Linked DNA regions of Mus musculus: all the other regions are linked to region 1. Evidence: chromatin contacts called from public Hi-C and promoter capture Hi-C data. All regions are on one chromosome and are shown on one strand. The core of a region is the stretch at or near the end of the contact, and the rest is flanking DNA. Distances in the headings are between cores, read along the strand shown.

Region 1 (7,721 bases), core at 1,791-4,290:
GTCACATCACTCAAAACTGAGTACAAGCTAACTAAAAATTCCCCTGGAGGTTTTCTTCTCCTTTTTAAAAACAAAACCCCACATAGCCCAGGCTGGCCTTAAACTCCCCGTGTAGCTGAGGATGACCTTATTAAACTCCTCATCCTGCTTCCTCATCTCTCAAGAACGGGGATGACAGATGTCCACCAGATTTTTCTGGAGTTTCCACTTTAGTTTTTTCTACATGGTTGGCTGCAGATTGGCGTGCAGCTTCACTGAGTGAAACCTCACATGAGGGGGACACTGCTGTATGGGTAATCCAAGCCCATGCGGTGTATTTAAAAAGATGTCTTGGGCCGTCAAGATGGCTCATCGGTAAAGGCACTTGCTGCCGAGCCTGATTACTGCTATTAGAGGGTTAGAGGTTACTTGGGGCTTCATCATGGCCACGAATACATTTTAATAAGAAGAGGCTTATTATCTAGGTACTGGTGCTCAAACCAGCATCAGGGTTGCGCCTGAGAGCACTCCCAAGATGCAGCACCTAGCCATGTCTGCCCAGGGTTTATTTATAAAGGCAAACCCACTTGATTATGTGTATTTTGACTAAGTGTAGGCAGGGTCTTATATTAACATGCATGTCTTGCTTTTGTCTTGATCATCTTTTCTAGACAGAGTTTGATTACAAAAGCAAAAATACCAGTTAGTCACATGACCTGTTATCTTGCCAGAACAGAATATTTTAGGAGCTCAGTCAATTTAAGAATAGTCTTCAACATCTGGGAAAAGGAGGAAATGGGCTGACAGGGTACAGCCTGTACACCCTGAGAAAGCTGTATGTGTGTGTGTGTGTGTGTGTTGTAATTACATTTTATTTATAGGTTAGGGCAGGCATGACATGGCATAGGTATGGAGGTCAGAGGACAACTTTCAGGAGTTGGTGATCTCCTACTGTGTGAATTCTGGGTTCATACTCACATAGGGTGATGGTTAATATTACACTTAAGGTTTTAATTACTATGCTTACGGTGCGTACAAGTTGTCCTCTGACCTCTACACACATGCTATTGCCTGCCTGCCCTAACCCATAAATAAAATGTGCTCAGAGTAATTTTCGAAGCTGGAAAGCAGTGAGGGAAGAGAAAGAGAGAACTATCAGGCGGAAGATGCAAACATTCTCTCGGCAGAATCTTTGCTTTCGTGCCTTTGCAGAGCAGCTTCAGCTTCCACTGTGGACTCAGTCTATTTTCTACTGTCCCCAAATGGCCTGGAACTGAGTTAACCGAAACTGAAATGACATCTGCTCGTACGGTTTCATCTGAAGCTTGAGGATGGACTTAGAAACAGACTCCATTTGCCTTCCAGATTTCTATATTTTAGAAGAGATAGGAACACAAGGAGAAAATCTAGCTATTATGGAGAGTGGGAAGACTGAAGGTCTAACTTTAGTATAAATCAGATGCATTGTTATCTACTTACGTATAGTTACTTATAGTCAGAAAATTCGGGAATACAGAAGAGGCAGAAGGAAATCAAATTCTGCTACTAAGAGTAAAAAGATCACTGATCTAGTCAGCAACACTAAGTCTTAGAATGAAACTCATCTTGCTGATAAAATGATTTAGAATTTCCAGGCATCTAGAACTGTGAGGAAAAAGAAGTTGCGTTGTTTAAACTACTCAGTCTGTTGTATTTGACACCCCAGGTAAACCAAGATACACATGTGTGCATGTACACACACACACACATACACACACACACAAACACACACACTACCCATACATGGTGGGAGAGCCAGATTAAACAAATAATCAAAAAGAAATATTAGACAATGATAAATATTCTAAAATAGGGGACAAATTATACTCCAGCAATGCAGAGAAGATAATGTGTTAGCTGAGCTTGGGTGATAGGGAATCTAGACTGGAGATTGTGGGGACCTGAATGTGGACATTGGCCTTAGAAGAAAAGTTTACAACATTCTACCGAGCATCCTTTGACTCCTAGACAGCAGCTGACTGGCGCCTAGGCTGCCATGAATCATAAAGGCAATTGTACTTCTGAGAGAGTAGGAGCTTAGAGATACTCGGTTCCTAAGTTGGAGTATAGATCTGTAGTCAGCTTCCTGTCCTCCACCTCTCTCTTCTGTTCTTCTTTTTCATTTTTCTCTATGCCTCTTCTCCGGGTCTCTGCAGACGACACCCCCACCCCTGCATACCTTTTATCTAGCCAGACATGAAATTATGGAAGCCACATTCAAGTCTTCTTTCCTGTTCTTTTCTCCCACACCATCACACAATTCAGGATTTCATTGCTCTCCCTAGTTGTGTGCAATGGCCTCCCTATGATCTTTCTAATATAGATGATGTCACACTTCTGCTTAAAGTTGTAGCTTGGCTCCCTAGATTGCAGAGTTAAGTTCAGAAGTTTTGGCATACATGCAGGCAGAACACTGTATACATAATAAGTCTTTAAAAATATTTTTAATTAAAATATAACTTCATCATTTCTCCCCTTTCCTTCCAACCCCTCCCGTGCCCTCATGTAATGTTTTTCTTGCCACACACCCTGCCTCTCAGCAGTTCAAATCTTTCACCCCCCCCCAGACCCATTCATTCAGTTCACACCGAACTGTCCTGATTCATTCTGTTACTTTACCTGCTCTGTTCTCTTATTTGGAACCTCCTTCCCTTTTCATATACAATTTTTCCTTTCCCTTCAAGATTTATGGCCAGAATTACTTTTCCAGAAACCCCTGATTAACTCAGCTTGTGGTCGTTTTTGCTCTATTGTCTCTGAGAAGGTCAGTGTTATGTTCTTTTTTTTTTTTTTTCCTCCAAGCGTCTGTCACATAGCCGGTTTCACTAGTGCTTGAAATAAGAAAACTAAATCACAGGGTTTGGTGAATCGCTATCTGGAGAGATCATAGATATTTCTGAAGCTTCTGTATATGGAAGTAGAGAGATTTTTGAGGTTCGGAAGCCAGCGAGGAAAATCGCCTGAGTGCCGGTTAAGACGAAAGTTGCCTCGGTGGTTTTACTTAACATTTCCGTGCCAATTGGCTCGTAGGGAAGGTGGAACCAAAACAAGGAGAAAAACTGCATTTCCCGTCATGCCTCCGGAAACCACGCCCGGTGACTCTCAACGTCCCGCCTGACTCACGTGGAAACGAAAGGATCACTTCCGGTTTTGCAACCCCGGGAACCGGCGGCGTCGATCGGCCCTTTAAGGCCTTTCTCCGAAGCTCCGCCTTCGCTTGGGTCTTTCTAGAAAGGCAGCTTCGGTCTGGACCGAGCGGGGCAGGTATTACCGGGCCGCCATAGGGGGACTTCTGCGGCTGTGTGCTGCACGCGTCCGGGAGGGCCCGTTCCTCCGGGGGTTTGGGGTTCCTGCCGGCTCTGAAAGCAGGTCGGAGGGTCGTCGCCCCGCACTGACGTTTTGCTCTTCTTTGCTGTTGCAGCGTCCCGGGCTCCCGAGTGTCTCCCATGGCGGATACGACCCCGAACGGCCCCCAAGGGGCGGGCGCTGTGGTAAGTGAGCGGCCTGGTCGCCCGGCTCCATCAGCCGGAGTTGGCGAGGAGCAGGAAGTGTTTGAGAGGGCTAGAGGGTTCTAGAAGCCGCTGCCTGCCGGACTGGGGTTAGGGAGGAGCCGAGTGGCGGCCAGAGGAGCTCCAAGTTTGTTTCAAAGGCGACAACAGGCAGTTCTGGAGCAGGCGGCTGTCACCTGTCAGCTAGGGATGTTGGCCTCCTTGCCCCTTCCCACACCGCGGTCTCCGATCGTCTTCGGCCCCCAAGGTGGAAAATACCATCTATTCAACCCACATGCCTCGTGGTGCGCGTCGTAGTATTGCCCTTTGTACCTACTTCAAGCCTTTTAAGAAATTTTGCAAAGGGGAGAGAGTGGTGTGTTTCTTTGATTAGTCGTTTACAAAGAGGAGGACTGCCCGTTTGTAAACTTTATAATTAAAAATGTTGATCTACAGGTCGACTCGAGGTAGTTTTTGTGTTTTTGCCCTTAAATTGAAGTTTTGATTTTTTTTTTTTTAAAAAGCTTTTTACAACACCCCTGTACTGTGTACACGCACTTAACTTTGCTGACCCATTTGGAGATTTTTGATAACCCAAAAATACTTAAGTATTATTTTCCACTTCATTACATTTGGGGAATTGAACATGGATGCATTTTAATCTACTTTGTAGTTCACGTGCAGATTTCCTTAACTGTCCATTGTCCCTTCCCCTCTTTGGGAAGCAGCCATTGTGTTTATTTGTTCTGCCTCTTTACTCCCAGTCAGTCCATGGAAATCCCTCTATTATCTCTGGGCTTTGAAGACACACCTAGTTTCAAAAGTCTAGACCTGTTTTACAGAAGGCTCTAGAAACTGAAATTACATTTTGATTATGCCCTTCTCAGGACACAAGAACCATTTTATGTTGATTCTTTGGGGAATTAGGTATGATCCTGAATCAACTGATTTGCCATTGTAAAAATAGATTTCACCCTTTGTAAGTAAGAAGTTGTCTGGCCTAATACTTTGAAACTGTGAATAATTTGTCCTCAAGTCTTCAGTCCCATGATCCATTAAAATATTTTGTTGTGGAACTATATATACCAGGCCGTTCACTCTACTTAAACCAGCCTCTTCAGCTCCTTGATTGTGTAATGGAGTGTACGTACGTGCAGAAGACCCAGAGGAAGGGCTGGGTAGATGGGCTCGTGTTTATAAGTGAGTGCTTCTTTTGCAGAAGACCCTAGTTCAGTTCCTAGCACCCACAGCGGGGGGTGGGGGAGGACTTACAATCACCTGTAACTCCAGCTCCAGTGGGATCCCCTGGACTCCTTGGTTACTGTATGCACCACACATACTCACAGTTAAAAATAATAAAATCAAATCTTTAGAATAGATGTCTAAAATGGACACTTCAGTGACTTGCTAAAGAATGAAAACCCTACACAAATACTTATTTCATTAGGGAGTATCATGTGTGGAGGTCGGAGGACAACGTATTCTTATAAGTTCTCTACATCTACGGTGGTCTCAGGGTTCACACCTCGGTCATCAGCCTTGGGAGCATGTGCCTTTACTGCTGGGCCGTCTTGATGGCCCAACAAATGGATTGTAAAGAGAAGGCTCTGAACAAACTGACATGGTAATCTAGATTTCATCCTTGCATTTGACTGCTGCTGTTGCCAGTCAGCTAAATTTAGTAGCATCGCAGAATTATAGATAGAATAAACTAGCAGTATATTTTATTCTTGAAATTGCTAGCATGTAACTAAAAGGCATGTAATAAAATACACTTGAATTTTAAATATACTTGCATTTTTTCCTAAAAATGTTTACATGCACAAAAACAGTGACATTGCTTAAAACTAGTATTTAAAAACCTCAGATAGATGCATGAATATGTTTCAAAATCAGCTTATTGGAAGCACCAGCTAGAAACAATGCCACCACATTTAATGAGAATGTGTATTGTGAGACTCCTTTCAGTTCACATACCCACATATGTGACGTCTTGGTATTAGAATTATTTCTGAGCATTAGAGTTAAGATACAAAAGCCCCTTTAGAAATTGGTATGAGGCGCTTGTTCGCACTAAAGCAGGTGTAAGTTCTTGCTTTCATGATAAGCTTACTCTAGGGCCACTGATACCAGGGTAAACTTGCATGGGACCTGAGAAGCAGATAGCAGTTCATATTTGATAGGCTTATTTCCAGTGACTTGGGGGTGCTAGGCACCTCTGCATATACATAGACAAATAATCGTCTATAGACGAATGAGTTCTATGCCAACTGTTGCAACGATTTTACACTTCTCTTTTTAACGGATTATTTAATCCAGACCTAATATCTGATGCTTTATTCAGTTCTGAGTCCTGACTATGTGGGTTTGAGATTTTTCTAAGAATAGACATTATAATTCTCTTGAGAGCCATTAGTCATTATTTAAAGTTGTTTTAAAGTAGATGGAGCCATTATTATAAATGTTGAAATAGCACAGAAAGTTTTACTGTCTCGATTTTTTTCTGAAAGTGTTTCTCATGCTTTCCATAGCATATGTGTGAGCAAGTGGTTAAGTAACGTGAGTTTCCACTTACTGATCTGCAAAAGCAAATATTACAAGATGGTGTTACAATATTCTTCATAGGATTATAGTGCATAATTTGTCCTTAACATAGTTTTTGGGCTTAGGGTACCATAATTTTTTTTTTTTTAATCTAGCAATTCATGATGACCAATAAATTGGACACAGCAATGTGGCTTTCTCGCCTGTTCACAGTTTATTGCTCCGCTCTGTTCGTTCTGCCTCTTCTTGGGTATGTATTATCTTGTTTCTGACTCAGAGGTGTTCGGTCAGTATCTATGACTGCTTTTTAGCTTTAGAATTGTTCAATTGTAAATGGGATTAAGACTAACACAAAGCCCACTTAACAGCAACAGTAATCTGGTAATACCAATTAGGATGTTTTATTTCTAGTTTGTGTGACTGCTCGTTGAAAAGCTGAGGAAAACTAGATGTCTTGGGTTGAGATGGATTCTGCAGGTCTTTTAAGTTGACAAAAGTATGACTGCTTTATACTAATCAGTTGGATGTGTATGTGAAGAGATGTTTCCCAGAGTGTGGAGTACATTTGTGTAATTTGTTTTCTATTGACAATTAAATGATTTAGGTGTTGTGCAATTATGATGCAATTCACAAAGGAGGAAGAGACGTGGTAGCTGTTGAAGTCTCAGAATAACTTTTCCTCTGGTAATTTGCAGGTTGCATGAAGCAGCGAGCTTTTACCAGCGTGCTTTGCTGGCCAATGCTCTGACCAGCGCTCTGAGGCTGCATCAGAGATTACCTCACTTCCAGTTGAGCAGAGCGTTCCTGGCTCAGGCCTTGTTAGAGGACAGCTGCCACTACCTGCTGTATTCACTCATCTTCGTCAACTCCTACCCTGTCACAAGTATCCTTTCATTGCTGGGACAGTGGAGTTTTCCTGTTGGAAGGATACAGTGATGATAGAGTTCATAAAGCTTGTTTTGCTTTTACTCTGTCACTTGAATTTTTGTCCCCAAAATTTGAAATATAAACTCTGTAGAGCTGTTTTGTGAATTTAAACTTCATCTCTCAATGTTCTTGGATATTTAACAGTTAACATTCAAGGCACAAGTTTATACCTGAATTCAATATTTAAATTTTTATTTCATTGACTTTATTTATATCTTGGAGGAAAGATGCAAATTTCATTTTACTTACCTGTCTGAGTGTTTTGCCTGTATATATGTATGTGTACCACATGCGTGCTGGGTGCCTGTGGAGACCAGAAGAGGATGTTACAACCCCTGCAACTGAAGTTGCAGACAGTTGTGCACTACTGTGTGGGTGATGGAAATCCGGCTCAGGTCCTCTGCAGCAGCAGCCAGTAGTCTCAATCCCCAAGCCATCTCTCCAGTCCTACCACTGTGTTACTTAAAATAAGAAAAGATCTTTGGCTCCCCCAGCTTCCGGTGAGCCAGGGACAAAAATTCACCCAGAAATAACTTAGTAAAGTACATGAAGTGAAAGTAGTCTGCTATACGTAAAACAGAAAGGACATAAGTAAGCTACTGTGGTAGTATAGGCCTGTAGGCCTAGGCGGCACAGGTAGGCTAAAAGCCAGCCTAATTTGCATAGCTCATTTCAGGCCAGCCAGGGTTTCATGGTGAGATCTTGTCTCAAAAAACAAACAAAAAAAACGTAGCAAGTTGGCCC
Region 2 (7,721 bases), core at 2,123-4,622, 9.7 Mb after region 1:
AGATACCACTAGAGTATTGCCACACTGAGTAACACTGCCCCCATGCCCACCTTTGGAGAATAAGCCATATCCACACTACACAAAGAACCTTCAGGCGGCTGGTTCATGGGATGTGTCTAGTAATTCCTTTTTAAAGAGGAATTTTAAATAAATAGGTCCAAACTGCTCTGTGCTCCATAAGATGTGATGGTGATTTAAAGATCAAAGTGTGTGATTGGAGAAGCCTACTTTGTTCAGAACTCTGCAAATGACTAGACCCGATGTCTAAGCCCACACAGTATCTGGTGATTTTTATGACTCTTATATGAGTGCATCTTCATGTGAGATGTGAAAAATGGAGGCTTCTACAATAAGCCACACCTCTCTGCATTGGTTTCTCCAGGTTGGTGTCTATAATGCTACTATATACTCACCTATGATCACCTCTCTAGGTTTCAGGTTTTAATATTCCCATGTTTACATTCATCAGTGCAGTATACATTCATTAGTTCATTAGTTCTTGGGTGTTACTTGGTAGACAGTGTGTGCTTACTCCATGTGAGGCCCCTGTGCCACCCTGAGCACATCACCCCTCAAAATGTGTTCTTACCCTTCTTTGGCCCTGATCTACTGTTTTAGGGTAACAAGCACTTATTATATTCCCTAAGCATCATGGTATGGTGTTCTACTGGTTCCCCAGTTAAAACTAATTCTACTAAAGATAAAGAAGTCTCTCTAATTTAAAATGTTGCATTGCCCGGATTTATACTGAGATCTAAGCAAATCTTAATGGCATTCTTATGTTGCTAGGTAGCATGTTTGTTCCCAAGAAACTAGCTTATCACTGCTATTCAAAAGAAAAATACAATCCCAGCAGGGGTGGCACACGGCTTTAATCCTAGAGTTTGGGAGGCAGAGGCGGGTGGATTTCTGAGCACAAGGCCAGCCTGGTCTACAGAGTGAGTTCCAGGAAAGCTAGGGCTACACAGAGAAACCCTGTCTCAATAAACAAAAACAACAACAACAAAAAAAGAAACAAACAAACAAAAAGAGAAAAAGAAAAAAACAAAACAACCCACAGTCATATTTTCAACACTAGTCTCCTACCAAAGGCTTGCTTGGTTTAGTTAAGTTATCCTAATAAAGTCAATCTCTTTTGGTAGACTAGTCTTGCTATGTTTGCCAGGGCTGATATTATGAACTCTACTATAAAATACAATCCATTCACTAACACATCTTATCTTTATTGTCCTTACCTTATCTAATCTTATAGCTTTCTCATATAAAAGCAAGTATAGGGTTGGTCAGTGGTGGCGCACGCCTTTAATCCCAGCACTGGGGAGGCAGAGGCAGGCGGATTTCTGAGTTCAAGGCCAACTCAGTTCCAGGACAGCCAGTCACAGAGAAACTGTCTCAAAAAAACAAACAAAACAAAAAAAGTAAGTATAGGAAACATAATAACATAGTGACAAGTCACTAAGAATAAGTTGTAGTTTGTTTGTTTATCGAGACAGGGCCTCATTGTAGCTATGGCAGGCCTAGGATTTGCTATGTAGCCTCAAAAGCTCCAGATCAGTTTGCCTCTGCAGACCTCTCCAGTGCTTTGAGCTAGTCACTGCACCCAGCAAGTTGTAACTAATTTAAAAAACAAAACAAAACAACAAAAAACATAGTCCCCTACACCATATACATACACACATTCTCAAAACAATTTTTTTGGGGGGAGGGGGGTTCAAGACAGGGTTTCTCTGTATATATAGCCCGGGCTGTCCTGTAACTCACTCTTTAGACCTGGTTGGCCTCAGAACTCAGAAATCCACCTGCCCCTGCCTTCCAGTTGCTGGGATTAAAGGCATGCGCCACCACAGGGTGGCCCCAGATGCTTTTTTTTAAATAAATGTATGCGGAGTATGTAGAATGTCAAATAAGACTCTGCAAAAGGACAACTTCTAGGCTAAGTCTGGTAAGAATAATCATTAGTGATGCATGTAGCACCCACATTGATAAAAAGGGTTACTGCCCAGCTCTGGTCTAGACATTGTTGCTACTGTATTGTAAAACTCCGTGATAGAATAGTTTTTGAAGAGAGACAAAACCCTAGTTTGTATTATTTCCATAATACTGTCAGTGAAGTCAAGAAACAAATTATGGAGGCAAAGGTCTTTTTTTCTTTGTTTGCCCCAAAGGCATCTCCCAATTTCTCATAGCTATAACTACTTTTAAACTCACGATCTCCAAACCTCTAACTGCTTTCAGGCTGACAAATCTGCTCAGTAGCTCTGCCCTTGCAAACAAAGCTCTTGCAAGCAGGAGGCCCCGTGCAAAACAACAACAAATAGAAAAACCTTCAAGTGTTGCAGGACCTTCAGCACCACCACCCTACAGAAGCTTATCTCTAGAACAGTTCTAGTTTCAAGGAGATCTGAACGGTCCCTTCCCAACCTGGCTAGTGAAAGCAAACTCCAGAGTAACTAACCCGCGACGAGAGATGCACATTCTTGGGAGCTAACCTGTAAAGAGCACTCGGGAGCAACGCGACAGCCTAAGTTAAAGTCTATGCAGGCAAAGTGTACCCCACCCCCACTTGGTCAATATCCTGAGTAGGTACTTGACTTGATTCTCGAGATTCACCCTCCTAGCCCTGATCCCCCCTTCCCAGTCATGATCCACCCTCATTGTCTTGCGTTCCCCGTAGCACAGAGCTGGGAAGCGGCTCGTGGAACTGTGCAAATACTTGCCATTCCACCCCCACCCCTCCATCCTGTTGCTCACCGGTGCTGTAGCCCCACGAGTCCCAGAGTGATCACATGCGGCACATCTAGCTGCGTGGGCCAGTCTCCAGAAGCGATGCACCCAAACACACCACATTCCTCGCGGATCCCCAACTCCTCCAGCTCCATGGCGCCTCGGAAAGCACGTGGAGGGACCTGCTGCCGCGGCGTGGTCCAAGCACCAACCAGCTGTCCGCTCCGCTATCGAACGCCTCAAGAGGCTCGCGCTACTGACTGCCTCCTTCCCGGGCGGGCTAGGTTCTCGCTACTGCGGCGGCGCGCTTCATAGAAGGGGCGTGACCAGTTCTGCCTCCCGCTCTCCGCCAATCAGCTAGGGCAAAGAGAGGGGCGGGGCTACGGAGTCAAAGAGGTGGGGAGGAGGCCGAGGTCAGGATCGCTACTTTCTCTGCACGTGGGAGGCTCCGTTATTTTCCCGCGCCCAAGGAGTAGGTGATGAGAGTGGCGCAGCTGATCGCGTGGGTCCCTCAGAAAACCTGAGCCGTTCGTGCCCCCTGGTCTCACGCCGTCCCCCGGCCGTCAGGACTTGGTCCGCTCCAACCCAGAAACCTCTCCGGCCAGCGGGGGCCTTGCAGCATGCGCGCCACTTTTTGGCTGCCTGCGGGGAGGGGCCGCCCGGAAGCGGGGTCGCGTCAGCGCGCCTGCGCGGCGGGAAGCCTGGGGACACGACTCCAGCCCCAAGCACAGCCAGCCCGGTACTTCGGGTTCGCCGGTGGGCTGTGGGGCTAGGGCGTGTCCTTGATATTGCACCTCCCTTTCCCGCCCTCTGATCCTGTGGTCGCCCTTGTTTTCCAGAACACTGCCCTTTTTTCCCGCGCGGTCTGCTCCTCTAGTTCACCTCGGATAATGGCGACAGCCGTAGGTGAGTAACTTGCTTTCGGACCCTAGGGTCCCCCAGCCCTCCGTCAGAGAGCTAGCAGGCTTGACGCATACACGTGCGGCCCCGAGGTCGGATGCAGGCCTTCCGACAAAGTGCCTGATCGGGTTCCCCAAGACGGCGCCTGGGGCCCGGAGCCTGCACACATGGTCCAGGCGCTGGAAGACGTGCGTTAAACTCTTAAGCACCCAGAGCCTATTTAAATAGCCAAAAGAAGGCCCCGGGACGGGAAGGAAAGTAGCAGAGTGGGAAAGTACTCTGAAGGTGAAATGGCCAGAAACTAACCAAGTGCCTAGAAACCTTGTAATAAGCAGATAAACAACCAAGAAAATCTATCAGGGTTTTTGTTTATTCTGGTAAAGTTAATATGCCAATAATCTCCTTTACTGCAAGTTTCGTAGTTTAAAGTGTTTGAAAACAGGTCCAAAATTTTTTGATCAGATGCTTCTTTGCAATCCCTGGAATTTGGGATTGTGGGCGTGGGCTAGTAACACCCTTAGGATATGGGTGTGGAGAGTGCAAAGTTACTTTATCCACTAACAAAACACTGTCTTGGAACAACACAAGTTTCTAGATTAATAAGGAAGCAGATCCTGTGGGCACTCCAACATTCTTTCCCACCTATGAAAACCACCCTGAAGTTTATAGGTAGTACAGCTCCATAAAATTGGGAATTAGGGCCAGACTTTTTCTGAGACAATCCACAGCGCCAGTACTTCTAAACTAGTAAAAATCTTAGAATCTAACCTCTTCCCCACATCTGATGTGGCCCTGTGCTGACAAGGGTCCGAAGAAGGTGTTCATATCTATAGTTTAATTTTGAATGGCTGTAAACTACCCTATAGATTCTGGGAACTGGACCTGGGTGCACTGTAAAACATCGGAGTGTTCTTAATTGCTGAGCAATCTCTCTGGCTTCTATTTTACTTTGTTGGTTTTGTATCCGTGGTTGTGTGCACTTGAGTACAGATGCACAGAAGCCAGGGCCTGTCTTGAAGCAGGAGTACACATGAGCCACCCAGTGTAACTGCTGTGAACTGAATTTGGATCAAGTATTGACTAAAACTCGTGTCTCCCATATTAAATCAGTATCTTGTGTCTGTTGCTCTTTAGTATTTAGCAGCCCAATGGTTCTTGGGTTAAATCTACATAGCTAATGAGTTAGTAATGAACTAGATAGAAGGCAACAGTGGGTCAGGCTGAGTATAGAGATTTTCAAGAGGACACAAACATTAAGGAAGTTAGAGTTCCAGAAAGGAAATTTACAGCTCAAAACTGGAGTTAGACCATGAGGGGCTTTTTAAACTTTGTTAATTCTTCTAAACATTAAGTTAGGAAGATGGCTATATTCATCTTTTACCTCACTGAACTATAGTGGAAATATTAGACAAGTTATTTATCACCAATGTCAACCAGAATCAAATTTAGCGTAGTTGAGGGAAAAAAATTACATTTATTTAGTGCTAATTAGAATTGTAATCTTAGATACCCAAAGGCAAGTAGGTTGGAATAGTGTATTTAGGGTTTTTTGTTGTTGTTGTTGTTTGTTTGTTTTGTTTGTTTGTTTTCAAGACAGGGTTTCTCTGTATAGCCCTGGCTGTCCTGGAACTCACTTTATAGACCAGGCTGGCCTTGAACTCAGAAATCCACTTGCCTCTGCCTCCTGAGTGCTGGGATTAAAGCTGTGAGCCACCATGCTCGGCGGGTTGTTTTTTCTTTAAAGGTTTATTTAATATATATATCAGTACACTGTAGCTGTCTTCAGACACACCAGAGGAGGGCATCAGATCTCATTACAGATGGTTGTGAGCCACCATGTGGTTGCTGGGATTTGAACTCAGAACCTCTGGAGGAGTAGTCAGTGCTCTTAACCGCTGAGCCATCTCTCCAGCCCCAGTGTATTTAGTTTTTACAAGATGCCCTTTTTATGGTTTTAAACAAGAAAGCTTCATAACAAATCATTCACAGCAGTATAGTTAATATTACCAAAAATTGGGATTTCTGATGAGAAGAAAACTATCTCTGGGTAGTTTGGGGGGAAGAGTCAGTATATTGTAGGTAACAGGCTGTAAAGCTGATGTTCCAGAAATGCAGTTTGGTCCACTCCAAAGGTCATCTCACTTAGTTGTGGCCAACTAAAATTTGATCCAAGAAAGGAATTGGCCTCCTGCATCCATTTTTCCGTACACTGCACCAGTGATAGGCCATTGATTTTTCTTCTTGGACACTTAACTGCTTCCTGTGCCAGCTGGTGGTGTGACCTGATCGGCTCTTTAAGTTTGGGGTTTTGTTTTTGCCTATTTGGTTGTGTCTTGATCACTACCAAGCTACACGGTCCTGGAACACTAAGTGCTTAGCCATGCTGACCTTGCCTTGGCTGCTTGGTCTTTCAATTACCCCTTGTTAAAGTCTGATCTTTTTTCATGTCTGTTCAGCTTTTACTTCATTCTCGACTTCTCTGTAGGGTGTGCCTGCTGTGAATAGTCTCTACCTTGTATTTTATTATAGTTTCTTATCAATTGCCAGCTTCCTTCGAGACTTAGGTCCCCTGAGAGCAGAAACTAGATTTCATTTGCTGTTCTGTCCACAGGCCCTGGCACACAGATACATTGGAAAAGTACTGAGGATGAGTGTTGCAAGATACCTGATCACACTGTGAACCCCAAGGATGCGTTACTTACTCAAGAGTGCTGTTTCTAGTTGTGATGTAGGTCAGCCCGTGGCACATATCTTTAATCCCAAACAGCAGTAAAGTTAGTTTGTAGAAGGAAGCAGCCATGTTTGAAAGTGATGTCTAATTTGAGTGGCAGGCAATCTGATGAATCAGAAAGATTTGACAAAATAACTCTCACAAGAGAGAAAAAGGGGAAGCTGCTTATGGTGAAGTGCAGAGAAAAGGAGGCAGTTTCACTGGCACAGTTGTACAGTGACAGGTGGAAGAGAGACAAGCTAGACAAAGGTGAAGGCAGAACGAAACCGGCCAAAGAATGAGTAGAAAGCAGAAGATTAGAACAGATTGCTAGAGTAGGTTTGATGTCAAGTAGAGCAATTTGGGAGAGGAGAGAAAAGCCAGATTGCATCGGTCAGCCTGGAGATGAGTTGGAGCCAGAGCAGCTGAGTTGAACCATCTAGCCAGAGCTCAGAGAGAACTAGAAAAGGTGAGCTTATTCAGCAGTAAGCCTCGGAGGCTGAAAACATTCTAGGCCATGATTAGATTGTACAAAAGGCTAGAAGCTTCCAGGCCTAGGCCACGATTAGCAGACAGAGGCAAAAGCCTGGAGACATTTACTCACAGAGAAGTAAAATGAATTTTTGCAGATAAGAACACAAGTAGCTATCCCAATACCTTTAAACCTTGGTTGCTTTTGATTTTCAGCTAAATCATTCTAATGTAGACTCTAGTAACTCTAGTATTCCTTTTTTGGCGGGGGCGGGTGTTTTAGACAGGGTTTCTCTGTGTAGTCCTGGCTGTCCTGGAACTCACTCTGTAGACCATGCTGGCCTCAACTCAGAAATCCGCCTGCCTTCCAGGTGCTGGGACTAAAGGTGTGCGCCACCACTACCCAGCAACTGTAGCATTCCTTAGGTCTTTGAGTAACTTAAAATTAGACGGTTTGCCTGGTCTGGTGGTGCACACCTTTAACCACAGTGAAGCAGATGAGTCTGAGTTTGAGGTTAGTCTTGCCTGGGAAGGGCATTCCAGCTAGCCAGGGTTATGGAATGAGGCCCTGTCTGGGAAAAGAAAATGCCTTTGTGCGCATTTCCTGTACTTTCCTACGTCCTCGATAAAGAGGGTACTGATGGCAGAGGATTGAGAAATAACCCAGTTGAGTTAATGGAAATGTAAATAAAGGAGGGCCTGTAGTTGTCTCCATGCCTAGTGGGTGTGGAACTAGCTTCTGAACTTAACATCCTAAAAATTTCTTTGGGTTTGGGATTTGTTTGTTTTTCCTTTGGTGCTAGACTTTTGACTAGACCTTTTACATGTTGGGCAAACTCCACTGAGCTACGCCCCCATTCCTTGCCTCCACTACTTACTTGATTTTGTTTTTTGGTGAGCAAAGGCACCTCTTATA
Region 3 (7,721 bases), core at 3,143-5,642, 7.3 Mb after region 1:
GCAAAGGCTGGAGTAAAAGCGAGATGGGAGGCAACAGGGGCGAGAAACAACGGGACGTGGAGCACCTCGGCCGTATAGTTCTCGTTGCCCATCCACTCACAGAGCTTCTCCTCCAGCTGTTCGAACACCGGCTGCTGCCCCTCGAGCTCGGCCGCTGCAGCGGCCGGTACGTGGTTAGCAGTGAGGTGGACTGCGTGGCTCACGGCTGTGACCACCACACAGTGCTGAAAGTGACTGCGGCAAATGATACTCTGTAGAGTGTCTACGATCCGGCCTTTCAGCGGGCTGCTCAAAACGAAAACCGCCCGGGGCTGCTTGGCTCCCCCGCCAATGGCCTGGGGTTCAAATTCCCGCAGGTGACACGCAGGACCCTTCACCGCCTCCAGAAGCCGGCTGGATCCGCAGCTCCAGTGCAGGCTCTCGGCGCAGGCAGCGTCCAGGTAGACCACGGACCACTTCACTTTGGCCAGCACCTGCTCCCAGCCTTGCTGGGCAAAGGCCAGTATGCCCGCGGCGCTCATGATCCCGTATCGCCAGCTGGCCAGGGGTCTCACCGGCGTACGGGCGGGAACTCAGGTCAGAACGCAGGGCTTCCGGGTACTGAGTACTTTGACAGTCAACACAGTACACGTGGGCCTGTCTCTGACGCTCGGCGTTCGCGCGCGCGGTGATGACGTCTTAGGCGCTCATTGGCTGATCAGGCGCGCGGGCTGGCGGAAGGAACGTCTGCACTTGAAGGAGGAACGGAATGTGCTTACAGGGTCGATAGTCCCTGAAAAGCTGGAGGCAGCAGCTTTCTAGGAAAGAATTGAAATGGGTTTTGTTCGTCCCTCCCTTGTCAGCTCTCATCACCTTTTCCTCCAGGTTAAGAATTCTCGGGAATAATAAAACCTGGTCTGAAGCAAAGTACTTCCCCCATCTGAACTTGGAGAAGCCAAACAACTACTGCAACGTAATAGTTGGTCTTGTGTAGGTTATCTTCTGCGTTGGTGCACTCCAGCCTCGTGAAATACCTTTTGGGACCAGCAAGATGGCTCATAAGGCTAAAAGCGCTTGCAACACAAGTCGTATGACCTGAGTTTGATCCTTCGGACTCAATGTAGAAAAACAGGACCCGGAAAAATTGTCCTCCATGTGCCAATTGTGGAAAACGCACAATCACCCATCCCCAACACACACACACACCACATACACAGAGAGAGACAGAGACAGACACACAGAGAGAGACAGAGAGATCCTGTCTCCACACAGTCAAAAGGCTTTGGGGTCCATTTCACAGCTACTAAGATGAGAATTGGGTTGAGGAATAGATATACTGATCTACACATCTCAGTTTAGAACCTGTTTTATTATTATTATTATTATTATTATTTAATTGTGGAAACATGCATGAGATAAAAAAATTTAGTAATTTACTGTTCTAATTGTGTGTGTGTGAGTGAGTGTGTGTGTGTGTGTGTGTGTGAGTATGTGTGGACAGGATCTCATTGTGCAGCCCTAGCTGTCCTGGAACACATGATGTGGATCAGGTTCGTTGCAAACTCACAGAGATCTGCTTGCCTCTGCCTTCCTAGTGCTTGGATTAAACGTGTGTGCCACCATGTCCACCATTAGTCATTTTAAAATGTACAGTTCGGAAACATTAAAAAACATTCATGCTGCTGTACAACCAATCTTTGGAACTTTTTATTTTGCAAAATCAAAATAGTTTCAAAACTATATACCCTTTAAATAACAATTGCCACCCTCAACCTCAGCTCCCTGCACCCCCCCCCCAGCATTTGTCAGCCTCTACTTTAATCCTGTTCTCTTTGCATTGGCACTGTGGGTCTTATAATTGGGTCCCTGTACTATCTGCTTTATTGTGATTAACTTACTTCACCTAACATCATTCATCTAGTTGTGACACATGGCAATTGCTTTCATTTTAAAGTTTTATTCGTGTGTTTCTGTGTGTGAGAGAGTGTGTGTGTATACAGTTGGGTTTTGACCTCCCTAAAGCATATGCCACCATACCTGGTCTCTTGGCATGATTTGAGCAGTAATCTATTCATTGTCTAATTCTTATAGCTAAGCACTCCTTTTCATTACTTCTCAAAAGTATACTTCACAGCCGGGTGGTGGTAGGTGGTGGCGTACTCCTTTAATCCCAGCACTCGGGAGGCAGAGGCAGCAGATTTCTGAGTTCGAGGCCAACCTGGTCTACACAGTGAGTTCCAGGACAGCCAGGGCTACACAGAGAAACCCTGTTTCAAAAAAAAAAAGTATACTTCATATTAAATGATATCATTATTATTGACATTGTTCTGAGATGGAGTCTTACTCTGCTAGCCTGAGTCAAGCTCTAGCCCTGGCCTCCAGAGGACCTGGAAGGACAGGATGCACTGCCAGGCCTGGGTTAGCAGCAACATCACCATCATCATTGCTTAGAACAGCAATAAATAATGAGATGGCAAATAAGTATACTCAGGATAAATGTGATATTGTAGTGAGATGAGTTCATAATATAAGAAGCAAGAGACAGTCTATAAAATAGTCAAATTATTTAATGTCAAAGTTTCCCATGGCAAATGGAGAGATTAATCCTAACCAAGGAAGCATATCCATACAAGGATTCAGTTTAGGAGGAAAGAAGGAAGGAAGAGGCTTTGAAGGATGGTCATTAGAGCTTTATGAGCTTCTCTGCTTTGTAGAAATCATTTTCAAAGCTTAGCTCAAGTGCTACCTCCACCACGCAGGCCTCCTACCGCATTCACCACCATTCATTAATCAACTCGTTGTTGATGTCTAAACTCTTTGTCTAGACAATGATTTGAAAGACAAACTCTTTTCCAGACTGGAAAGAAAAGCAATTCACTCTGCAAAAGACAATCAACTCTCTCATGAAACCACCCAATTTTACTTTAGATGCACTTAACAGTGAGAATGGAGCTAACCACGGTGTGGTGGTGGTAACTGCCCACGGTACTCTCAAGCAGATAGTATCAAAGGCCAAAAGGATATGGTGCACCATACAACAGATGGAAGTGAAAGTTAAACAAGACGAAGGCAGATTTGGCCTAGTGAAGATTCTGGGGAAAGTGGCTATGTAGTCAATAAGACTTGTGGTCTAAAAGAGAGTTTAGCTCTGCTCTACTCCCCTCACCCCAACCCTGCTCACCCCATCTGCATACTCAGTTTATCTACATTTGCCTTTCACTCTACTCCAAATGCAGTTGGGTGCCTGGAACTTCTCTGTCTCTGGGCCTTTTGCATGTTCCTAATCTCCTTGTCAAGTAGCCCCCATGCAGAAACCCACAGAGCTTACAGCCCTTCTCCATTAAGGGATCTACTTATTTTAATTAATTAATTAATTACCACGTGATATTAGATTATACCTCCCTTTTAATCACTTGGCCGTGGGTCTTTTTACAGCTACTATTATTTTTAAATCCTTATCAACATGATGTGTCTATCATCTTCCATTAGAATAAAGGCTTCATGAAAGAAAGGATTTTTTTTTTAACCGCCAATCTATATAGTCTTGAAGAGTTCCTAGTACTTGGGTAGACTTTCATACATATTTGTTGAATTCAGGGAAGATTTTTACGAGGAAATTGTACACAGAAGTTGAAACAATTTAAGAATTTCCTACAGGGGAACAGGGCATAGCAAACAAGAGTTCAAAACTAAGAAGAATTAAAACCCTCGTGATCTACTCAGGTAACGAGGAATCAAGTGATACAGATAAAGTCTAACGCTCGACCCTCCTCATCAATCACTAATTAAGAAAATGCCCTGCAGGTTTGTCTACAGCCCGATCTTATGGAGGTATTTTCACAACCAAGGTTCCCTCCACTCAGATGACCAGTTTAAGTAACTTAAATAAAACTTTCCGGCCACAGAGTCTCCCTGTATAGCCCAGGCTATCCTGGAACTCACTATGTAGACCAGGGTGACTTGTCTCTGCCTACCAAGTGCCACTATGCCCAATACTAATAATTTTTTAAACAAAGAGAACGCATCCTTTATATATTAAATTTTTCTTTTGTTGGTTGTTAAAATTTCGACGAATTGACAATTGTGGTTCAGTCAAACCCGTGCGGGATGCTGGCCTTCAGGATTTTAAAATAGACTAGTGGAGGGAGAAAGGCAACAGGGACAGAAAAGAACAATGGTGTAGCAAAGGGAACTGGGGAGTGGGAGGAAGGTTGGGGGAAGGGAACTTCAAAGAAGACCAGAAGCCCCAGAGAAAGCCACTCTTGAGAAGCTAAGCTAGAATCCTTGGGGTGGGGCGGGGAGGGGGAGGAGCCAATCGCGCGGCGCTTGCGCAATGAGAGGCCCAGGTGCCCGCCGCCGCGGAAGCGTAACCACCTAGAGACGCCGCGCCGCTTGGGTGCCTGCGGCGCATGCGCAGACGGATCGGTCGCTGACTCTTCAGGGTCGCCGCCTCCACCGAGGTTGGCCCCAGATTTGAGTCTCGCGCTCTTCGTTCGCTTACCGGCGGCTTCCCTCCCATTCTCGCGCCCTGGGACGGCGAGGCTGGAAAAAGGGGTTGAGAGAGCTGTTGGCCGCCGCCTTTAACTTGTGCGTGGGGCGGCCATGTCGGCCGGCGAGGTGGAGCGCCTGGTGGAGCTGAGCGGCGGGACCGGAGGGGATGAGGAGGAAGAGTGGCTGTATGGCGGTACGGAACTTCCTGTCTGTCTCCCCGGTTCTCTCTGGCCTTCCTCCCAGCGTTTCAGGCCCAGGCGTCCGAGGCCTCTCGTATTGGCCCTAACCGGCCTTGGTTAGGCCGAGTGCGGCCTGCTCCCGGCCTTCGCCCGGACCCGCAGGCACTCACCGCGCGGTGGACGCGGGCCAAGGAGGCCGGGCAGCCCTGCGTCGCCCTCCTCCGCACCGCCCGGGCCTCCTCGCTTCTGCGCTCTCTATTCATGCTCTTTATCGATTCTGAGCCGCTTTGGTGTCTCTCTTGCTCAGTGGCTATGGGGTGCCCCTCCTCGTCCCTTTCTTTCAGAAACCGTCATTCTGTAATAGCAGCTAAATAAAGTCAGTGCAATGAAACTAACGTCTTGTTTCTTGATGGTCAGTTTGTATGGGATGCACCTGCAAGGGTACCTCCTTGTCTGAAAGTCGTGCTTTAAAAGTATTAATTAAAAGAAACAGATGAAATACACTGTGGTCCATAAAGAAAACCCTGAATTGTGGCCTGTATTAAGGTGAAGTGTTTTGTTTTTGTTTTTATTTTTTGTTTTTTGCTTTTTAAAGAGCCCTGTATAGTCCACGTCATAGTTGTATCTCGTGACTCTTCCCATAGGCTTGTATTCGGTGTTTTGTGTTTGTGTCCCCAAATTTAATGCGTCATGTACTTTGTTTTTGTAGGGGACATGTCTGATGTCTGAGTTTTAACTTTAAGTCGTAATCCCCCTTGGCTGTTATACCAGATTTGAAAGTATTTTGTTCTTTCCTAGAGCATACATTCTTGACATAAATTTCATAGATTATATAAAAGTGAACGTTAGCGTCTTAAGCAGCCTTTTAGTAATGAAACTCCGATAAACTTGTAAAATTGATTATTTCTTTAGTGGAAAGACAGCATCGGTACTACCCTTAAAATGTGAAATGTGTGGGGTTTCTCTTAGCATGATGTGTAAATCCCCTTGTATTTCTTTCCATAAGAGATGTGTCTTGCTTATGAAGTGATCTAACTTTGGCTATGCTTGTAGGCCCGTGGGACGTGCATGTGCACAGTGACTTGGCAAAGGATCTAGGTTAGTGCTTGTGATCTTCCCTTCAGATTTCTATACTACTTGTTGCTTAAGCTTGGTTTCTTTATTTACTTTATTTTATTTTATTTTATTTGGTAGATGAGAATGAAGTTGAAAGGCCAGAAGAAGAAAATGCCAGGTTGGTGAACTCTCTCCTGTTGATGTCTTACACAGATTGCGATTCTAGCAAGTTGTCTACTGTTTGATCATAATCCTTGGCGAAATTGCATTTTGACCAAAGTTGAAGGACTGTTTCTACTTGTGGACCAATCCTGTCCTGTTTTCTAGTAACGTATAGGACAATTTTTTGAGTTATTAGGTACTTGCCAACTTTTCACTGTAGAGTAACTTTCACCCTTAATTGAGCTTAGAGGTGTACACAACATAGTTGGGTTTTTGTTTTGTTTTGTTTTTCAAGACAACGTTCTCTGTGTAGTGTGCATAGCCCTGGCTGTTCTGGAACTCACCTTGTAGAGCGGGCTGGCAAGAAGATCCACCTGCCTCTGCCTCCCACGTGCTGAGATTAAAGGCAAGAGCAACTTTATCTGGCTGAGTGTAGTTGTTAAATTACTAAGAAAAAAAATAATTTACTGTAAGAATTAAAATAACTAAAAATTGTTGCTTTCATAGTTTGTTAGTGTTTTTATAGTGTCACTTACTTTTGGTATAATTTCTTATTTTTCTTTTCTTTTCTTTTCTCTTCTTTTCTTGGAAACAAGCTCTTACTGACAGGCCTGGAATTCCCTTTGTAGACTAGGCCAGCCTTGAACTCAAAGACATCTGTCTGACTGCCTCCTAGAGTGCTGAGATTAAAGACGCGCCACTATGCTTGGTTTGGCTGTAAACTAGTGCTTTATATTTTAAATTCATAATGGAACTAGTTTTTGAAAGGAAACTATGCTTGCTACTATACCATGAACAGAATGGATGCTATTTTTTTAATGTTGATTTTCTTTGTTATTATACAAAACAGTATTTTACAGAGTGTCCAAGGAACCAGACATTTACTCAGAATGTCACTACATCTAATGCATATAAGTACATGTCGTGTTAGCTTTAGTTTGATCTGGTGACTGTCTGAAATGATGAGGGGAGGAGTGATCTTGAACAGAGCAATTAAGGGCCAGAGAAATGGCCCAGTTGGGGACATTCATGCAGCATAAGATGTGGACATGAATGAATACATTCTAGGAGAGACTTAAGACAGTTAGTACTCACTGTCTACTCTATTGTTGAACTCTAGGTTCAGTGAGAGACTGGAAGAGGGATTTGGAAGATACCTGATGCCTTTGGCTTCCACATGGCTTCCACATGTATTCCCCCCTCTCCCCCCGCCCCAAACACACACATACACACGAAGCATTTAAAGAAGATTTAGGTTTTCAGAGTGGAGGAATTAATGCTTCAGTCCTAGCATGATAGCTCTAATCCAAAAGGCAAATAGCTCTAATGAAGACATGGAGAACCTGGGCTGTTTGTACACTGTTGCTGCTATTATAAAGTGATGTCTCCTTGGGAGCTTCCTCAGATGTTTAAACAGTTATAATGAATTAAGCAGTCCTACTCACTTTAAATTAGAGAAATAAAAACATACATGAACACAAGAATTTGAACATTAGTGTTCTTAGCATCAATCATAGCTGGTCCGTAAAATGGAAACGACCTACCTGTCCACCAAAACAAATTAATAGGTTCATTGCAATGTACCCTTATGGAAGTATTTCCTGGTGGAAGGAAGGAAACTGAGTATTGACTTGCTACAGTATGAGTGAACACGTGACATGTGACATCAGTACATAAAGTTTCCAGAATAAGCAAATCCATAGAGAAGAAAAGGCCAGTATTGTGGGATAGGAGAAAATGGGGATGCCGGGTGATGTATACTTACTTCTTTTGGGAGGCTATCTATGTACACAGTCTAGGATTTCACAACATGATTGTTACACTGTGTACAGAGTCTATCCCTTTAAGTATAGT
Region 4 (7,721 bases), core at 3,751-6,250, 5.3 Mb after region 1:
GCAATGTCATCAGTACATGCAGGTAACTCACAAAGCAACAAAAGAAAGATGGCCTGGGGTGGAGATAGGCGGCACACTACAAGAGTCAGCCTGCAGACTTACTAACTCTAATACCCTTAAATTACCTTCACGCCACCTAACATACAAACTCTGATCCTGTTGTGCTAGCAGTCCTGTTCTCAGGAAAGCACTATATAATAACTAAGGAACAAATCAGTGACAAGCACTAAGAGAGCTGATGTGGAGCTATGACATAAGACCTATACCTAAAGAAAAATAAGATTTGTTTCTTTTTAAAAAGCAGAAGAAATCCTTTTATAAGACAGGGAAAGAAGGAAAACCAGCTATGGTAGAAAACCTCTATATTAAAGCATACAAAACATGTTAGACATCTCAGTAGACAGCACATACTATCTGACAGCATTGCTACCTCATTCCAACCCCTCCACAGCACTTACTACCACTAGACACATCTCACAGGGGAGAGAGCACCTGACACAAAGTGAACGTGTCAAACACTCATCAGACACAAGCAATGCCGAAGTCCAAGTCTTAATTTGGCTTGTGAGATGTCCTTTTAACCATTGTCCTGATTTTCCCTCATCAACAGGTCCAAGAGCAGCCATCTCATCTTCTTAGTACCACCCTGCTTTTACACAGAAAACACAACAAGCCCAATAAAAGTCCAAAAGCCGAGCAAATCACTGTTAAGCCAACTGTGTCACTTACTGTGTAATTTTAGGAGAATCTTCTCTCCTATGAAGAGCCATTTCCTAGAAATTTTCTGAGCTTTTTTTTTTCTTACTAGCTCTAACAAGATTTTAAAGAACTAAATGGGACTATAAGCATGCGTAACTAACGTAAGACTGTATAAACAGCATGAAATATATCTATAAAAGTACTGAGAAATGTTAATGTTTCTAATGACATGAGTATAAAATTTAGAAACTGTAAGAATATAGATGCTGATCTTTGAAACCATTTATTTTAATTACTTGATACTAATAAGTATACATACCAGTATCTCGATGGCCCTCTCTCACGTTAACTAAAAAGAGGGGGCATACTTTAAACACAACCCAAACAAATAAAACAGATAATGAATATACATGTCAGGCCTTTAAAGATTTAATTTTTTAAAAACAGTATGAAAATCAAAATTAAGATATGACACTACAGTAATAAAGTCAAGAAATGAAATGGACTTTAAGGCACTTTTAATGTGATAAAAAGGAGAAGAAAATGAAGACTACCTTGAAGGGGTCCCTGAAGCCCTGTGCCCATCAGAATCACAGCCAGTAGCCACCTACCCTACCTATTTCTCTGGGAGTTAGGGTTGTAAAAGACACTTGCCATATAATCTATTTTATACAAAGATTAGGATTAACAACATGTAATTTAAATACCAAAATGTCCTCAGCTTTACAAGATGACCACACTAAAAATGATCCTATAGTACTTTAAATTATAAACAATATCAGAAATATCCTACTTATAGTGCAAATGTCCAAATCAGTAAGATAATACCTGTGTGAGTAGTGTATGTTGTGAATGTATTAGCAACAATTTTCCCCTGTTTTCCTTCCAAGTCTTCATCCCCTTCTTCTTCAGAGGAAGAGCTGCAGTGCTCCTCCAACAGCTTTCTGGCTGCAGCTTGATTGGACTTCTTGATCTCCTCAAATTTCTTCTGAGACATTAGTTCTGCTTGACAAACAAAAAGAGTTTCATTTCTGCAAATCCGTGTCCTCGCAAACCATGCTGTAGAATGACACCTCTTTTTTTTTTTTTTCCGGATCAGTAAGATTCCAGTTTATTTGACTACTATATCAATTTTAAGCACACATTTGAAAGTCACCCTTAGAACATCATATCTTCTTACAAATTGTGAGGGGGGAAAAAAATCTAATTCCTTACTACAGAACCAAAGAAAACAACACAATAAACACTAACTTTAGAAGTAGCCTACCCAAAAGAATCAAGTGCTATAGATGCAAAGACTAACAAACTAATGACATGTTCTAAAATACAGTCATGGTACTCAACACTTCACGAACAGCCTCTAAATAAAAACACCAATAAAAAAATTAATGGGAATGAGATGTTAAACAAGCCAGGCATGGGCACATGCCTCTAACCCCAGCAATCTGTAGGCAGAGGAAGGTAGATCTCTTAGGGCAACATGGTCTACACAGAGAGTTCCAGGACAGCTAAAGCTACATAATAAACTCAAAAAAAAAAAAAAAAAATTATACAAACCAGGTATGGCAACAACACACATATTTTTTTCCTAGCACTTAAGAGACATAAGTAGGTGAATCTCTGAGTTCAAGGCCAGCCAGGGTTAGCTATGTAGTAAGATAGTCTTACAATGTCTCAAAAATAAATAAATAATAAAAATCATTAAAATACATTATACAGTCTGACTTAGGAGATGGGGACTATACTCAGTGGAAGCACGCCAGGGTGACAGGAGGTAGTGCTTCTTCAAACCAGTCTCAGGAACCCAGTCCAGCCCCCAAAACCTTTACAATGATAATATCCACGGTTTCTCTACTGCGTTTATTAGCTGCTTCGTAGGAGGCTCAAAGCTTTCCAGCCTTCAAAGTGAAATTGATATTTTTGTGGTCACACAAGATGTTAATACAAAAAAACATGCTTCTAACAATTTCACTCCCCCCTCCAAAAAAAGTAAAGTGGGATTGAATTGTTCTACTATTATCCAGAAAAGAGATGCTAAATAACACTTGTTCCCAAGGAGACTTCCAGCTTCTGAGAGTAAGAATCCTGGCGCTTGTATGTACTCCAGCTAACAAGTGCAGTAGACAGCAATGGTGTTTTAGGAAAAGACTCACAAGCTTGCTCAATTGTATGCACTGGTGCTCGTGTTTAGAGAATTTTAAAGTTTACTATTCTAAATCACTAACTAAAACATACTTCATTCGTCAGACACCACCAAAATGAATCTCATTTTAGTTGATGTATCTGTACTTAAGGATATTGTACCCTTTCTTTCCCTCAGGAAATGTTTTCCTTTTCTTATTGCAGCTAATTTGAGTGGTGACTATCAACCAAAACAGACTGTTTTGGGTAAAAACGGAAGATAATGTATATGAGGCTTTCTTTAGAAATCTTTGAGAACACAGAAAAAGAAGAGCAGTAACTGCTGTGAGACATCTCAAAATTACAAGGAGGTCATTAATCTCTGGGAATGAGCCGGGGGGGGGGGGTTGTTAAAAAAAGCTGAATTGGGAAGAGATGACACTTGGTACATGTATGTACCTAGTACCATTTGGAAGAATGTCACCACACAAAGTGACCAGGTAATTGTCTTAACTTATTCCTTCCTCACAAATGTCAACTACTATATACTTTATACTATACACTATACACTATATACTATATACTATATACTATATACTATATACTATATACTATATACTATATACTATGTAGAGAATGCTTGCTTTCCTACTATCCACAAAACCCAAGCCAGCTTACCAACTTGTTCATAGGTCTCTAAATAGCACACTGCACCTCTATGATTAACTGACCAATTGCCAGCAAAATCAACGCAAACTAACTTTCAAGTTACCCTGGGAAACCCCACGCAGAGACTCAATTTTGCTCCTAGCAGGAAGGGAGAACTGATGCAATTCTACTATAATTTCAGAAATAAAAATTTTAAACCTCTTCTGAAAAAATACCTTCCAAACACAAAACACTTTCAGGGACCACTCTCTTTTATCTGGAGTGTTATGTATAAACACTCTCAACGTCGCCCTAAAAGATCTTGGACCAAGGCTATTGGCAAATCCATCGTGGCAACACCTGATACATCATGGAAAGACATGGAATTTCTGCACTGGGATCAGTTAAAAACAACAACCAAAACGCTTACAGGGTCCAAAAAGTCAGGTAGCCTGGGAAAGATGGCTATCAACAACTGGTCTTGAAAGTCGAGTTGATTAATGAAGAATGGAGTTCCCAATCTGTTCGTAAATGGAATTCTGAGACCTTAGCCTAGCTTGCTGTTACCATACACACAGATGCGAAAGCACAAGGTCCTATTTTACGACAGATGTTAAACATCTTAGATTATAAAAGAAAACAAACTCTGGCGATCCATTTACTGAGTTAACCAAATCAGCTGCACACAATTGAAGAAAGTGACTAACAAAGGCAATTATCAATTAAAATGAGGATGCAAGCGATGAGATGAAAATCTGCCTGAATGGAGACGGTTCCCTGAGACTAAACTCCGGGAGCTGTTAAAAAGTGAATGAGAGACTTGGAGGGCCCTGGCAGCCAGCGATAAGTAGGGAAGTGACTTGGGGAGTTTGGTGGGGCGGGAGACCCGAGCCATCCTCACCTGAGCCATCCTCACCCCGGGCCCCCGGGGGCTGCGGGGCTTCGCCTCCAGCTGAGCGCTGCCCGCGACCCGCAGGGGCCAGAGCTGCTGCTCCCCCGGGGCCGGGGCCCGAAGACACCGCGCCCCCAGACCCTTTGGCTCGCCCTCCTCCAGCGCCACCAAAAGGGACTCCATTTCCTGAGAGGGGCACTGCGGTGGCCCGTCCTCGGGCTCGGCCTCGGCCAGCGGCCACCTGGCGCCAGGGAGCGTCCATCCCTGCAGCGGAGAGATAAAGGAGAAGGAGCGTGAACGGGCGTCCGAGGATGGAGGCGGCTGCCGAGGGACCGCAGGGTCAGGCTGGGTGCGGACGGACCCCGCGACACGGAGACCCGGGTCTGAGGAGGTTGCGGCCCTGTGTCTCCCGAGGGCGAGTCCCGCCAAGCCCAGGCTCGAGCGACGGGCGAGGAGGGAAAAGACGGAGGGCAGAAAAGAAGCACGGAGCCACGAGGAGCCCACCCGGGACAGGAAAAACCCAGCCACGGGAAATTCTCCTCAGCCTCAGGAGAAGTGCGGTAGGCACAGAAACGCGAACTGACCGTGCGGCCGCGGCCGCGGCCGGGAACCAACTGCTGAAGTGGACCGCACCGAAAAGCTACGTCTCCTTACCGACGGCGCCCACCGCCAGGGACTACAACTCCCAGAAGCCTCCGCCCGCGGACCGCAGAATGCGTGGCAGCGAGGCAGCTTTTTTTTTTTTTTTTTTTTTTCCCGGAAGAGACGAAGGAATGCTCAGTGCGCATGCGCGGTCGTTCGCGGCCTTTGGGGAACTACATTTCCCAGAGTGTTCCGAGGCTCATGAAAAGTAGACGCCTCCGTTGGTGGGCGTGCCGGGAGCATGCTGCTACTGGCGGCTGCTCCCAGGAAATACGCGAGGTTTCAGGATTCAGAGAGGGCAAAATTCACAAACAGTTGTTCTCGCCATAGTCTTGCTGCTTGCAGGTAGCAGGCAGGTCCTCGTCCAGGAAGTACTTAGAAAACAGAAGACGCCATGGGGAGCAGGATCAGAAGAGCCACGGGAGCATTGTAGGAAAAAATGGTTTGAGTGGAGAAAGCTTTCAGAACTCACAATGAAATCTAGCCCCTAGTATTAACCACCTTTTATACTTTAAAACAAGCTTTCCCTTAGAGACTGCTTCTTTTCCTTTCAAGGCTGCTCCCTCCAGTAGATTCATTAAGGAAAATAACTGAAAGCCAGCAGCTAATCTTTACGTATAGATTGCAGAAATTCATTTAGTGGTCTCTTGGAAAATGAGCTGAATTTTTGTTGATATTTGAAGTTATACAATCCTTAAATTACCCTTCAGCTTAGTTAATTTCCCAACATTTACCACAAATATATTTAGATGCCATTCAATGTGTCCAGGAGTGTACAAAATATTTACATATATATGTGTGTGTGTCTGTGTGTGTGTGTGTGTTTGCACATATACAAAGTTTTACACTTATAATTTATTGAGATGAGTTTTTTTAATATTATCTAGGCTGTTCTTGAACTCATGATTCTCTCACCACAGCCTTAGAAGTTGTTGGGGCTCCAGGCCTTCATCATCATGTCCATTGTGTCAATATTTTTTTTTATTCAAAATAACCTTATTTATCATTCCAATTTTACCACTGGGAAAACTAAAGCATAGAGAGGTAATTGTGCTGAAACTAAGCTTTAATTCTATCATGTTTTTAATTTCTTGTACATAGGTATTACATCATGGCCTATAATTCATCCAAAACCAGTAAATGTCGAGGGAATATTGAGGTGGCTGATGATAAGGAGACCCTCATAGAACCTTGGTGTGTAGCACAGATCTGCGTTAGCACATTGTCCAAATCTCCATACTAAACCTTCCTGAGAACACATTCCCTCCAGTCCTCCAAACATTAGTTATAAACTATTCTAATATTTATCGAGAGCTTCAAACAAGCATTCCTTCCTTTTCTTTTACATACCTGTTTAATAACATGTGGAGTCTCATCATTGAAACCAATTTTTAATAAATAAATGACACCAAAAAAATCTTTTTCAACACTCCAGCAGGGCCTGGGTTGCAACTAGGTAAAGTGACTCCTGGCCTCCTCTCTTAGACATATGATGATTGTGTAATTCTCTTTAATGTTCTGCATCTGCAATGTCCTGATAAGCCACGTGGAAACTAGTTACTCCTCGGCCTTTGTAATGAAACCTGTAAGTGGCTGGAGGTTTAAGTCAAGGGGTATGCCCTTGAAGGATTCTCTCTCTGTCTCTCTCTCTCCCTCCCTAACTCCCTCTCTTCCTCCCTCTTTCCCTCCCTCTCTCCCTTTCTCCCTCCCTCTCTTCCTCTCTCTTTCTCTCTCCTAGAGGTATGAGATTTGGCCCCCACCACACATGCCTAGAATGATATATCATTTAACCACAAATACAAATCAGTGAAGCCAGTCTTTTAAGATTGAAACCTCAGGAACCCATAGACCAAAGCACACTTTTCCTTTTTTTAAGGGAGTTTATCTCAGGAATGTGATATGGTTCATAGAAAGCTGGAAAACACATACGGCTATTCCAATTATATTGGAGTACTTTAAAAGGCAAAAACTTCACCTATTCAAATTTTTCCATGAATGTAATGAGAATTTATAATGATAACCACTTTGACATCAAACAATGTTATGAGCTCACTGCATGAACAAATACTATTACATCATAAGCCTTGACCATGCAGAACAACACAGGAGCATGTGTAAGTGGAGAGTACATTTTCAAGTTTTTCATGCTGCTATGTTTACTTTGAAATTTCAGATAGCAACATAAATAAAGGTTCTTTGATGTTTTTCAAAGGGCTATGGGTTTACAGAGTGAGAAATATAACTTTGAGCTTGTATTTGACTTTAATTAAAAAAAAAAACTTTTCCCACAAAAAGTTTTAAAACTTAATAAGGTGAAAAAAAGATGAATAAAGTGACAGTCCCAAGCATTGGGAGTGCTCAGATTTTCTGGTAGGAGTGGAAACTGCTTAAAAGTCAAAAATAGATTTGATGTACTACCAAAGTATTATGATTAAAAAGTTCCATTTTGAAGCCAGAGTAGGTAGGTTGGGGAACAGGGGAGGGGGGGGGGCTACAGGGCAGATAGGGTATAAGGGACTTTCAGGACAGCATTTGAATTGTAAATGAAGAAAATATCAAATAAAAAATTGTTTAAAAAAAAGCAAGCAAGCAAACAAACAAAAAAGAAGTTCCATCCATTTCTGGATATATACCCAAAAGAAAGCAAAACATAACTACACACATAAATGCATATACCTGAGTTTGTTGGAAGGATGTTCAAAATAGCTCCAAACTAGAA

The links. Promoter capture Hi-C pulls out the DNA fragments that hold promoters and counts their contacts. A called contact is a pair of places that touch in the nucleus more often than the background predicts.
Region 2: a Hi-C map of CD8 T cells shows a contact between it and region 1, with 8 times the contacts expected there. The contact joins the promoter of Ppat here to the promoter of Tmem33 in region 1. A contact is called at or near these places in 1 of 39 promoter capture datasets (pre-B cells) and 1 of 484 Hi-C or Micro-C datasets (CD8 T cells).
Region 3: a Hi-C map of CD8 T cells shows a contact between it and region 1, with 6 times the contacts expected there. The contact joins the promoter of Fip1l1 here to the promoter of Tmem33 in region 1. A contact is called at or near these places in 2 of 39 promoter capture datasets (liver and pre-B cells) and 2 of 484 Hi-C or Micro-C datasets (CD4 T cells and CD8 T cells).
Region 4: a promoter capture Hi-C map of pre-B cells shows a contact between it and region 1. The contact joins the promoter of Nfxl1 here to the promoter of Tmem33 in region 1. A contact is called at or near these places in 3 of 39 promoter capture datasets (cranial neural crest, liver and pre-B cells) and 2 of 484 Hi-C or Micro-C datasets (liver and pre-B cells).

The regions. Positions count from the first base shown.
Region 1 is chr5:67,257,525-67,265,245 of GRCm38.p6, forward strand. It overlaps Tmem33 (transmembrane protein 33), which reads left to right and starts at 3,041. Exons shown (of 8, transcript NM_028975.4): 1 at 3,041-3,282; 2 at 3,440-3,509; 3 at 6,206-6,300; 4 at 6,746-6,933. The coding sequence starts at 3,465.
Region 2 is chr5:76,948,206-76,955,926 of GRCm38.p6, forward strand. Ppat (phosphoribosyl pyrophosphate amidotransferase) reads right to left here and starts at 3,373. Exons shown (of 11, transcript NM_172146.2): 1 at 2,752-3,373. The coding sequence starts at 2,879. It overlaps Paics (phosphoribosylaminoimidazole carboxylase, phosphoribosylaminoribosylaminoimidazole, succinocarboxamide synthetase), which reads left to right and starts at 3,097. Exons shown (of 9, transcript NM_025939.3): 1 at 3,097-3,630. The coding sequence starts at 3,615. It overlaps LOC115486295 (a long non-coding RNA gene), which reads right to left and starts at 2,745. Exons shown (of 2, transcript XR_003955939.1): 1 at 1-2,745.
Region 3 is chr5:74,531,099-74,538,819 of GRCm38.p6, forward strand. It overlaps Fip1l1 (FIP1 like 1 (S. cerevisiae)), which reads left to right and starts at 4,393. Exons shown (of 18, transcript NM_001159573.2): 1 at 4,393-4,663; 2 at 5,703-5,747; 3 at 5,844-5,883. The coding sequence starts at 4,582. Scfd2 (Sec1 family domain containing 2) reads right to left here and starts at 644. Exons shown (of 9, transcript NM_001114660.2): 1 at 1-644. The coding sequence starts at 521.
Region 4 is chr5:72,554,645-72,562,365 of GRCm38.p6, forward strand. Nfxl1 (nuclear transcription factor, X-box binding-like 1) reads right to left here and starts at 5,001. Exons shown (of 23, transcript NM_133921.3): 1 at 4,945-5,001; 2 at 4,370-4,624; 3 at 1,528-1,701. The coding sequence starts at 4,622.